Regions from separate parts of the Gossypium hirsutum genome. Here region 1 is linked to region 2. The links are chromatin contacts, called in public Hi-C maps. All regions are on one chromosome and are shown on one strand. The core of a region is the stretch at or near the end of the contact, and the rest is flanking DNA. Distances in the headings are between cores, read along the strand shown. Region 1 holds the start of LOC107952916 (60S ribosomal protein L36-2). Region 2 holds the start of LOC121232291 (U-box domain-containing protein 33).

Region 1 (6,359 bases), core at 2,361-4,860, 300 kb before region 2:
TTAATTTAAAAAAAAAAATTATACAAGTTACAACTATTTTTTCATATGTAAATTAAATAAAAATAATATAAAATTTATAAAATATAACATTTATAAAAACTTTCCAATTAATTTCATAATATTTCTTATAAATTATATATTTTTAATAATTTTAGAAAAAGATTTACAAATAAGTTATGATGAACTATAACATTTTTTTTAAAAATTTATATATTATTTTTATAATATACAACATAGACCTATAGATAAATTATGTCCATAAACTTTATTATAAATAAAAATGTTATAAGACATTTTTAACATATAAATTATTTTTTATAATTTTATAAAATACATAATTTTTTTTAAAATTTATAATATAAATAAATACTTAGCTATAAGCATCCCTAACACTCTATATTCATAGAATCTAAATTTATATAAAAAAGATTTTTTTAAAATAAATTTTATTATAATTTCTTGCCTAATTACTCCAATGAGACTTAACAATTATCCAAATATGCCACCCTTTTTAAAATTACAAACAATTACACCCAAACTCAATTATTAAATAAACTTTCATAACTTTCAAAACATTACTTAAGGAGGGTTGCAAAGATATAAGCTAGGAAAAATATTTTTGTAACATATCAGCTATGACAGTTGTGAAGAGGATGAAGAGTGCATTTCCAGGATCCAGAATCTGAAGCCTTGTAATGGCAGTATTGGATTATACATTCTACTTTTAAAAAGAAATGAAGGCCTATTCTCATTTCATAATCGAATCTAGATTGCAATTAAGTGATGCAAATTTCATGTTTTTTTTAAATATCCAACACAAGTAAAAGAATGCTATCCGAATCAGTACTCCAAACTCTCAAAACAAAACTGAAGAGAAAATTTAACAAATCTAAAAACTCAATACTTGCTTTGAAGCACAACCGCAGGGCAACTCACTTCTTTTTCTCCCCACCTCCAGCTGACCTGCAAACACACAACAAATGCATCAGCATATAAAGCCTTGGTCCAAATACAAATATTGATGAAAATAGTTACATGTTTTTATCCTATCATCATTAGCCTAAGTTACCTCATCTTGCGGAGAACGCTAGACATCTCCTCACGCTTCTTCTTGGCCCGCTTGTGAGTGCCTAGCTTTCTCTTTGCCACCTTCAAAGCACGCTTATCTTTCCCAACTTTGAGAAGTTCAGTTATCCTCTTCTCATATGGAGCGAAACCAGCAACCTCCCGAATTAGGCTCCTCACAAAGTGGACTCTCTTGCTGGTTTTCTGGAGCAAAAATAAAAATAAAAACGCCATAAAACATATATCAATGATACAGAGTACGTCATTAAGACAAAGTGGAGATAGATTGATATAAAAAACAAGAACATGCAGATATACAACGGGTTCAAAAGAAAAAGAAGCCACACCTAAAGTAGCTTGAAAAGACTTCATTAAAGGTTTTAAAGGCGCATAGAATTGAGACTGCAACTTTATCAAAAGCTGTTATAATAGAAGCTTACCCCCTTTCTATTAGAAGGGCGGGAAGCCAATTCCTTCTTGGTAACAACATGTCCTTTGTTTAAGCCCACAGAAAGGCCAGTTTTAGGTTGACTTGGAGCCATCACCTGAGAGAATCATCACACATCACGACAAATCAGAAATGAAATCAGTCTAAGAAAGGCAAGTTAATTCTGTAATTCATGATAGAGATCCCAAACAAAGAGGTAGAGGAAAGTAAAGAACACATGCATTCCAAATTTACCAAACAATCAAGGAGAAGATTTATTTGTTTTTAAATGATGAAAAATGAAAGGGATGTTACAAAAATCAGCATATTCTGGTAAATCAGAATGCCAAAACCTAAAAAGAACACCCATAAGCATCAAGCAATACATCATAAATCAAAATTGTAGAAAATCACTCATGTCAAAGCTACCAGCACAAATAAAGACATCAGTTCCCTAGCTGTTTCATCAACAGTGATTAGTTAGAATATTTACAGGCTTAGTTATAAGAAAATAAGGATTAGGACCAAAAGAAAAGTACCCTGAGTAGTCCGGACCTAGCAATCTATAGGCTTTCAAGATATTTCAACATAGGCAAATGGTTGGGAATTTGGGATCCCATAGCACATTTCTCAATTTCAAGAGTTTTAACCCTCCAACAGGATCATTTTAAAACTGCATAAAACTTGAAAAGCTAAACAAAATATAAAACAAACCAAATTATCTACTCAGTTTGAGAAATGATAACATCATTTGGCACTCAATGTTAATCAGATATGACAGATTCCACTAAGTATATCAACTTGGATCCTAGGATAAATTAATGCAGACATTTCCAGTACAATGGCAGGAGGCTAAAAAGGATCAAACCAGATGGTTGAAATTCAGCACCATCTTAAAAGTATGTCTCAATCAAATTTCTCAGTTTCACAGACTAGTAACTGCGTAGTACTAGTAGGGACAAATACTTTCTCAAAAACAAACTCGAGTGAAGTTTCAACTTAGTTTCAGAGAAAAAAAAAAAGAAGACTTGGAATATGAGCTTCAGATTTTAATCTTGGAACCAGTGAAAATGTGTTAACCAAATCATTCAGGAAAACAATGCCTAAAATTTTCAAATCCCAGAACGTCTAATCACTTATTGTTCGTTTTATCGAAACCAAAAAAGGAACAGAGCCCCAACTTCATGCTATTTACATACGTTATAAATTTCAACATCAAACAAGATCAGGGAAAGAAGGAAATAACACATTTCCTACACAAACAAAATAAAACATAGGCAGCGGATGTAGCAGTTTCAGCGTATTTTCTCACCTACCGAACAGCCCTAACAGAAAATCACCTAAAAGAACTCGAAGCTGCAAAAAATAGAAAAACAGGCATTAGCTTCTGAAACTCGGTAAAGATCTTAAGTTTCAATTTAGGCTTAGAACAAAGAAGGGCGGCCAACCTTCCCGACCGTGCCAGGGGAAAATAGATAGGGTTCTGCATGATATGCTTATTTATAGGTGGTAAATCGGGTCGAGGCTTTTTTGGGTCCATTAACCCTATCGTTAAAAACTTAACTTAATTGGGTCCACGTTGAACCCAAAGTTAAAGAAGAAAGAGGTTTCCAATTATTAGGCTCATGACCTGAAGACCCAAAAGACCAATAAGCAGACCGGTCTAATTTTTTAGGCTCTCTGTTTCAAATTCTGCATTTTCTTTCTTATAATCCACGATTTTCATTAAAGTTACCAATAAAGTTACCATATAGAGAATATATGAAAACTTTGAGTTTTGGGTTAGTTTTTTTAATTTTAAAATATTTTTTTAAATTATGTTTAAAGTGACTCCTAATTTTTAAATTAAATTTTAAATAGGATTTTTTTTACCATTAATAATAATATTTAAAATAATAAAAAATTTTAAACATCATATATTCAATCATAATTAAAATTTAAAACTAAAATCTCTAACATATAATTGCATGCAACATTAAGGTATAACATCTTTTTTTTTTAAATAACTTATATAAATAATAAGTTGGTGCTTCGCATTGATAAAGAAAACTAATTAACATATAATATCATATACTCATTCTGCATCAAATATTGTACCTCTAAAGAACTCGAGTCTTCCTTTATGGAGTATAATGTGACTTAACATTGTCTGATGTAACTATGACTGCACAGATGAACACAGAGGCCGCTCGAGTGAGTCCATCGGTTTATCAATGCCGTTATGTTGTTCAAAACTGGATAGGATTCATAGGTGTCTGTTCACAGCTGGTTGGGTTGGGTTGAAGGTTTGGACTTTTGGGGTAGTTCATGATTCAATTCATTGGTTTTGCAGGAAGAAATTTGGATGCAATGCTAATTGTAAACACAAAAAGGTGTTTATGTAAAAGAACATTGAACATCACACAATCAGCAGTAGTGGAAAAGGGTTATTTGATAGCCCCACATGGTTTGACAGAGGATAGTGGATAGCCAGTTCCAGGACGCACAATTCTGGTGTGCAGAGGAAAGGAGTGTGCCCTCAAATTGGGAAGGAATCCCTTGCCTCATAAAAAATACATCACTCTCCTAATAATAATAAAACTCACAAGCCAGCAATGGCTATCAACTCTAGAGTTTTTCATCTTCTGAACTAAACTTTCTCAAATTACTTCAGTTTTCACAAATTAAAACATGAGAAAATAAAGTCTACCGTCTTTTCATACACAACTAGAGTTTCTCAGATTACTTTCAACTACCATTTTCACAAATTTTGAAATTATGGACTAAAACAAGCTAAAAGGAAGTGATTCTGACCCACTAATTCATTTCAAATATAAAAAGAAGCTTGAGATACCCGGAATTCCATTCAAACATCACTCAATGAACCACTCCTTACTATGAAACGCCTCAAGGGTTTTGTTGGAGAAGAAGTTGAGGAAGATGATCTGAAAGCTTCAACCTTATCCTTGCATTTGGTGTTGTCTCCTTTATTCTCTTCCAAACACTTCTCCATGGCCTCAGAATTGGCTTGCGACAATCTCTTCTTCTCTGTCACATTCACACCACCACTCGCCGCATTCACCTCTTTCTCTTTATCCATTGCCTCAATAAATTTCACAAACTCAACTAAAACCCACAAATAATTTCCATGAGAAATTAAACAAGGCAAAAGACGATAAAAGAAAAGAGATACTGGGTTTCATTGTTTCAATAGTTTGGTTAGGATAGAAAAAGCATGTTTTCGAGAGGAAACAAAAATCAAAAAGAGAGAAGATATAGTTAGCAAGATAAAAAAACATGGTTTCGTCTGATATTAACTAAAAAACTAATGAGAAATACATCTAAAGCAATAAGAACATAAGGGTAAAAATGAAAAAGTGGGAACTTTGAACTTACTCAGATAAAGCTAAATGATGGGAGTAGTGAAGTTTTGCAGATGAAGAGAGCGTTGGAGCAAAGCTTTGTTTTAAAGAGAGATGGAGCAAGAATTAGGACTTACAGAGAAAGGTGTTGGAATATTTTCTTGAAATAGTCGTTATATAAAACACACATAGATATTTCATATTTAGTCGGAGCAATACTCGTTATATTATCTTGGTTAAATTCTGCTGTTAGTCCTGTGCTTTGTAAAATTTATGAATTTGATTTTTATATTTTAATTTAGTATTTTTAGTCCTTGTACATTTAAAACTGAATTTAATTGTTACTTTTTAAATTAGCATTAAAGTTTTAAATTTTAAAAAATACAGAAACTAAAACTAATTAAATTAAAATATAAATATTAATTATTTTAATTCTAGTTAAATAAAAATTAAAAATAAAATTTTAATAAATAGAAAAAGGAGATTATAAATTAATTTAAAAATGTATTAAAAAATTATAAATGTAATTAAAAAGAAAGAAAAGGAAGACATGACTTTGTAATTGTGGTATGTATATAATTCCCATAAACTGAAATGAAAATTGTGCTCTCAAATGGGGTTAAGTAGATGCAGATAGGGTCAATAGGATAGTTTGGAAAAAAAAATGTAATAATATTTATTTAAGTCTTTACCTACCAGTTTAGCATTTGGATTGTGTGAATCATAAAATAATGTTAATGTACGTGAATGTGTGTGTTAGTGGGTCGAGAAATTAGTCGGGATCAAAGATATTATAATATACTCTAATAAATTTAAAATATCATATTATATATTATATTAGGAATTAATTGTGTTTAAAATTTAAATTTAATACAAAATATAAATATTTCTATCATATTTGAGATTATCTAATTTTAAACTATTTTAGAAATATAAATATACAAATATTTATTTGATTTTGGTACGCGAGTACGAGAATTGGGATGTTTGGTTAATGAAAACTTAAATGGCAGACTCTCTTGCGTGTTAAACTAACAAAGATAAAACCAAACTTAAAGAAAACAATATGAACAAGAAGAATATATTTCATTACTCATCTTTGAACAGTAAGGGTACACGCTACTATATACTAGTATAAGCATGCAAGCCATGCAAACCAGCTATCTAACGACTAACAGACAATCTGTTATTAACAGAATAACTACTAACAGATTCTATTAGTTAGACAATCTGTTATTAACAGAATAGCTACTAACAGATTCTATTAGTTATGCTAACATTCTCCTGGTTTTCTGCATTTTGTTCTTTTAAATCAACATCAGTACTGAACAAGACTTGGAGGGCACTTCGAAACGTAACAAATGCCTTGGGTGTAATGGGCTTGGTGAAAAAATCAGCAACCTGTTTTTCAGAATGAACAAAATTGACTTGCAGTGTTCCATCAAGAACTTTCTCACGAACAAAATGATTATCAATCTCCACATGTTTCACCTTGGCATGATGTGTGGGATTTGCTGCCATTGACA
Region 2 (6,095 bases), core at 1,816-4,315:
GTAGCTACACGGTGCTGCTCACACAAGCTGTCAAGTATCAGCAACACATGCCTAAACTCAGCAGCTGATAGGACGTTCAGGACCAACACCTGAAACATGGTAACCCTAATGATATGTCATTTGTATTTTATATATTCCTAAGGTTCAAACGGGGCTCGATAGTCGTATGTCTATTGTCTCTTTACTTGATAAATTGTAAAATAACATATATATATTGATTCAATCATAATAGAATCACACAATAACATTCAATTATTCAAAATTATATAAAATTCAATTCATATGAACTTAGCTGGCAAAATTACAGAAATGTCAAATTACAAGGGTATTTTGGTAACTTTCCATTCTCTTCGATTTTTTACCCGATCTTGATCTAAATTAATAATTTTATTCAATCTATTAATTTAGACAATAAAAAAAATATTTTATGCAATTTATTCTTTTTTACATTTTTATAAAATTGCCCCTAAAGTTTTACTTTTATTCAATTTAATCCTCGAGCCTACAACATGCAATTTAACCATTTTTACCCAAAATTGAGCCTAGCCGAATATTTTTGCATCCAATAAAACCTATTTATACAACAATTTCACAAAAATCCTTATATATTTATTATTTTAACAATTTAGTCCCTACTAGATAAATTCATCAAAAATCACTTAACAAAATACTTTTAAATACCAACTAATATTTCAAATTCATCATTTAACATCAAAAAATCACTAGATTAATCAATGGAAACATTTACAATCTTTGACAGTTTCAAAATCAAAGGTACGGGTTAGCTAGACCTAGTTGCAACGATCTCAAAAACATAAAAATTATTAAAAATGAGACTAAAATGGACTTACATGCAACATCCAAAGCATGGCCAAAGCTTGAAGGTATAACCATGGTTTCATTCTTCTTTCAATTCGTGAAGAAGACATGAAAATGATGATATAACATTTTGGTTTTATTTTATTTAATTTAATTATCAAATTACCATTTTATCCATTTAATAATCATCAAATTTTCATGCTTTTAGTTGTCCAAAACCGTTAAATGGTCTAATTACCATTTAATTCTCTTTTCCTTTACTCAATAAACCAATAAATCACTCAAATCAAATTGTGATCAAATTTACATCTTTTACAATTTAGTCTTTTTTAATTAATTAACTATCGAAACGTTAAAATTTTTCAACGAAACTTTAATAACACCTTAATGGAACTCCGTAAATATTTATAAAAATATTTACGGCTCTATTTATAGAAATGAGGTCCCGATACCTCATTTTCTAAAACCATTTGACCTTAGGGTTTTACTACTTGAACTTAATAAATCATTTATATAACATAAATTATCAAATCAAAAACCTTTTTAAAACCATGTTTGACTCGTAAATATTAAATAATAATATTTACGAACTTACTCGTCGAATTTGGTGGCCCCAAAACTACTATTTTCGACACCACTGAAAAACAGATTGTTACAATTCCCATATAAATTATTCTTTCTATACCATTTCTAAATGTTCAAATTTCAACAACCTAGTGATCAAAAGCAAACGTAAATATGATACACACTAAGCATATAATCGTGAAGAGAAAGGATGATATAAAACAATGATGTCATGTCATCTGTAACTCTTTTTCAATAGTTTAAATACTACATTAATATTTTCATCTTGAATTTTAGCATTTTCATCCTAAAAATAAATTTAAATCCAAATGGAAATCCTGAAATTCAAGATGAAATTGGTGATGTGACATTAAGCTATTAGATGGGGATAATATTTCTGTTTCATATAATCCTTTCTCCTCCATTCTTGTTTGTTTGGTGTAAAAAATTAAATACTAAATTAAAAATGTTATAATATTATAAGAAAAGAAAACTGAAAGTTAAGTTTATAATAATATATAATGTTATAATAAAAATGTGTTAATTTTCTTATATTTAAAATTTTAATAAATGAAAAAATATATAAAATTATTAAATATTAAATTAAATTTTATAAATATCTTTTAAAAAATAAAAATAATATAGGTAGACAAAAATATATTAGATTAATCATTTACAAATATGTATGGGCTTGAACAAAATTTTATATTCATATTTTGATTCGAACTAAACTTGAAAAAACATAAAATATACTAATATTATTTATAAAATCAATTTGAACCCTACCAATCCTCATCCATAAACCTCTATTTAAACACATATATTGTTCTAGAATAAAAATATATATGACATGACGTGGTCAAATGTTTATCTAATTTCTTTGTTCACGAGGAGTTTAATGGTGTATTTGGTTGGATGGAAAATAGAAAGATGGGTGGAAAGAGTGAAAAAGCAAGAAGAAAATAGATTTTGAGTATACTTAGTAGAAAAAAAATAAAAGTAAAAAAATTTAATTTCTCAAAATAATGCATAAAAATCAGTTCTTCCATATTTAAATGATAAGAGAAGAGAAAAATTATATTTGCATATGTTAGTTTAAAATTATGTATATTTGAATTGTTTTCTTTTTCTTTCTGTCATTTTTTTTCAACTCCATCAATCAATGGATGAAAAAAAAATTCATATTCCTTACCAAGTACATATGTGAAAAAAAAAATTTATATCTTTCTATGTACTCAATTTTTTATCTTTCTAATTTTTTTTCAAAAGAAATTTATATATTTCATTTCTATCCCTTTAATTTTTCATTTTTTTGTTCACTAGGTGTTTGAAAACTGCCTTATTTCATAGATGAAGAGGTGGAATACGTTTAATGAGACACATTTGAAATTATCAATCATCTATTAAGAAATATATAAATATAATCCAATTTTAGGTTTTAACATATGAAAGTGATTTCACTTACAGAAAAATTAAGGAAATGCATGCATTAAGACAGAAAAAAGGAATAATATGCTTCCTATATCCAATCCAGTGAATAAAGAAGAAATGATGTTGGCTTGTGGAACCCAGCATTCACCATTGAAACCATGGGTTTATAAAAATCCAAAAGTTCTTTTTTTGTTATCAAAGCCAAAAAAGAGTTTGGAAATCAAACGTTTCCTTTTTGACATTAATACTAACAAAACTATTGGTGATTAATTGCTTGCAATGACAAGTGACCCAACAGGTCTTAACGCAGGGAATCTTTTCCTGTTTGAAATAGTTTCATTGACCCCGTCTTGACTAGGAACTTGCCTTGAAGGTTTCCTTGGTTTACTACTTTTACACCAGATAAATAGAAAAAAAATTGCTTTGGCTTTGGCTTTAACTGACCTATGTCTGCAACTTCATCGCAGGTGGATTGAGTTAGTAATTAGGAGAAGCATGGGTAGTGAGGATACCATATATGTTGCAGTGGGGGGAGTTGAAGAAAGTGAGCTCACTTTGCTATGGGTTTTACATAACCTTAAGCCCCGGAAAGTTTGCATTCTTCATGTTCATCAGCCTTCCAAAATGATCTCATCCAGTAAGTCAACTCTCTCTCTAGTAGTATATGAATTTGGACTGTTGATTTCTAATGGTTCTTTGAGATTCTTAGCTGCATGTAATCTGATTTTTTTTCCTTCTTTTTTCTTCCCTCCCCTTATGGAGTGTACGGAGTCGATGGGAATTTAGCTGAAATCATTTTTGATCAACAACAAATCAGAGGTCTAGAGGAAGTTGGAAAGGACATGATGAACCGGATCTTGGATGAATACCTTCTTTTTTGTAGTCAAGCTGGGGTACTATTTCTTCTTCCTCTACTGACTGCTCATTTAACGGCTCTACTGAGCTCAGCAGAAGACCGTGTTTGCTTAATGGAAACTTATTTACTTCCATTATTTATGGGTTTATAGGTTCTGTAATCAGAGAGTTGTACTTTTTCTTTTTTTCTGAAACAGTTCTTCAATATTGTGCAGGTCAGTGCCATAAGGCTACATATTCAGATGGATGATGTTGCAAAGGGGATTGTGGAACTGATTCGTCGGCACAATATCAAGAAGCTAGTGATGGGCGCAGCAGCTGATGAGCACTTCTCAGAGTACAATTAATTTTGTTATTAAACTGTTCTCAGTTTCCTTAATGAATGATCTTACTTTCTTTCTTCACTCTTCAGCTGAACTTCACCTTTTTATTGCAGGGGAATGTGGCTGATGTCTGAGAAAGCACAATATGTGAACGAAAATGCACCATTTTCATGCCAAATTTGGTTCATTTGCAGGGACCACCTTGTCCACACAAGGTAGCTCACTGATTGTCACTAATGAGATTGCAAGTTCCGATTGCTTCCATTGTAATGACATCGAGGTCTTTACTGTAGGTTTGAAACTGCGCAATCATCAAATGCACCAAGTCCATCTGGTTCTAGTTATTTGACAAGTTCTACTGAAGCTGCTGGTATTTTTGGCTCGACTGTATCCGAGGAAAGAGAGGAGAGTGAATGTGAGATTGAGCTATATGACGTGCTTCACTCTGGAGAGGTTTGTGATTCTTTATCAATGCCCCAATATACCATAACACTATCATACAGTAGAAGATCATCTTCCATAAAAGCTACATGTCAAGAACGTCTACATTCATGTTCTCTATTGTCATATGTTGATTATCACCAGTGCCATTCCGTCGTCTTTATAGCTTAGTTTTGACCTGGAAGCTGAGGAATGAAGCGTTTTTCAGATTTGAACTGATGTATGCTGATGTCTTTGAATGGTTCATGGTTTGTTGGCAGGAAGGAAGTAGCAATGATCAACTATTTGATCGACTTGAACAGGCACTGAAGGAAGCTGAATCATCTAATCAGAAAGCATTCGAAGAGTCCGACAGGCGAGTTAAAGCTGAAATGAATGCTACCCGAGCTATGCGCCAAGTAATGTCTTCTGCATTTCAGGCTTTGTTTTCCCCTGTTTTATGAAGTTGCAAATTCAGATTTAGTATGGTTACTAATCCCTGCCCTTGAATTGTAGGCAAAAATGTTAGAAAGGTTGTACAATGAATGCAAGAGAGAAAATGAGACAGCACTTGCGAAACAGAATGAGAGCCTTGAAAATATTAAGAGGCTCGGAGAAGAAGAGCTTTCAGTTTCTAGGGAACAAAATTCTATACTGGAAAGCCGAGTTGCCAACTCGGAGAGCAGGATGAAACAATTGGAAGATGAATTATCGTCAGCCGTGGAGCAGTTACAGGTTTCCCTGAAAGAACGAGATGAGTTGCAAATCGAGCTTGAAAATAGTCATAAAGTGATTGAAGAGCTTTTGAGAAAACAAGCAGAAGAGACCTCAAGCACACATATGGACCAATTCAACCTTGATCAGTTGTCTGTATCAGAGATTCATGATGCAACTTTGGATCAGTTAGAGATTTGCCAGAAAGAAAAGGATGAGCTGCTGGTTGAGCTTGAAAATACTCGTAGAATAAACGAAGAGCTTTTAAGAAAACAATCCGAAGATACCTCAAACTCTCATTTGCAGCAACCCTTCATAGAGTTCTCTCTGTCAGAGATTGAGGAAGCAACTGAAGACTTTGACCAATTGTATAAGATAGCAGAAGGAGCTCGAGGGAGTGTATACTATAAATGTGCCCTACGTCACACTGAAGTGGTTATAAAGGTGCTCGGCCGAAATAGCTTTCAAGATTCAAATGAATTCCTACAGGAGGTACGGAATCTAAATCTTATATTCATTAGGCATCTTAAATTTTATTGTTGTCTTTCAGTTTGAAGGCTAACATGCAAGTGTTGAGAGTAGAATTTTTAGAATCAAAGATATTACTGATCTGCAATAGAATGAAATAGAGTATGCTCTCCTCTATTTCAGGTTGATGATTTGATTAAATTGAGGCATCCGAACCTAGTAAATCTCATTGGAGCCTGCCCTGAGAAAAGGGCTTTAGTCTATGAATATGTTCCTAATGGAAGTCTTGAAGATCATTTGAACAGCAGGAACGACATGCCCCCACTGTCATGGCAATCTCGGATGCATATAGCTACTCAGCTATGTTCTACACTAATGTTTCTACATTCTGGTAAACTAGTGCATGGCAACTTAAAGCCGGGGAATATTCTCCTCGATGACAACTTTGGCTGCAAACTTAGTGACTTTGGATCTTGCCGTGCATTCTCTCTCGTTGAAAAC

The links. A called contact is a pair of places that touch in the nucleus more often than the background predicts.
Region 1: a contact with region 2 is called in a Hi-C map of hypocotyl, with 6 times the contacts expected there. The contact joins the promoter of LOC107952916 here to the promoter of LOC121232291 in region 2. A contact is called at or near these places in 4 of 34 Hi-C or Micro-C datasets (hypocotyl, leaf and petal).

What each region holds. Positions count from the first base shown.
Region 1 is chrA07:33,324,201-33,330,559 of Gossypium_hirsutum_v2.1, reverse strand. It overlaps LOC107952916 (60S ribosomal protein L36-2), which reads right to left and starts at 3,610. Exons shown (of 5, transcript XM_041118001.1): 1 at 3,590-3,610; 2 at 2,805-2,848; 3 at 1,506-1,610; 4 at 1,070-1,269; 5 at 752-963. The coding sequence starts at 1,607. The coding sequence ends at 933.
Region 2 is chrA07:33,024,026-33,030,120 of Gossypium_hirsutum_v2.1, reverse strand. LOC121232291 (U-box domain-containing protein 33) reads left to right here and starts at 3,065. Exons shown (of 10, transcript XM_041117996.1): 1 at 3,065-3,187; 2 at 3,282-3,451; 3 at 3,577-3,707; 4 at 3,885-4,006; 5 at 4,106-4,207; 6 at 4,286-4,445; 7 at 4,694-4,831; 8 at 4,929-5,618; 9 at 5,778-6,095. The coding sequence starts at 3,310.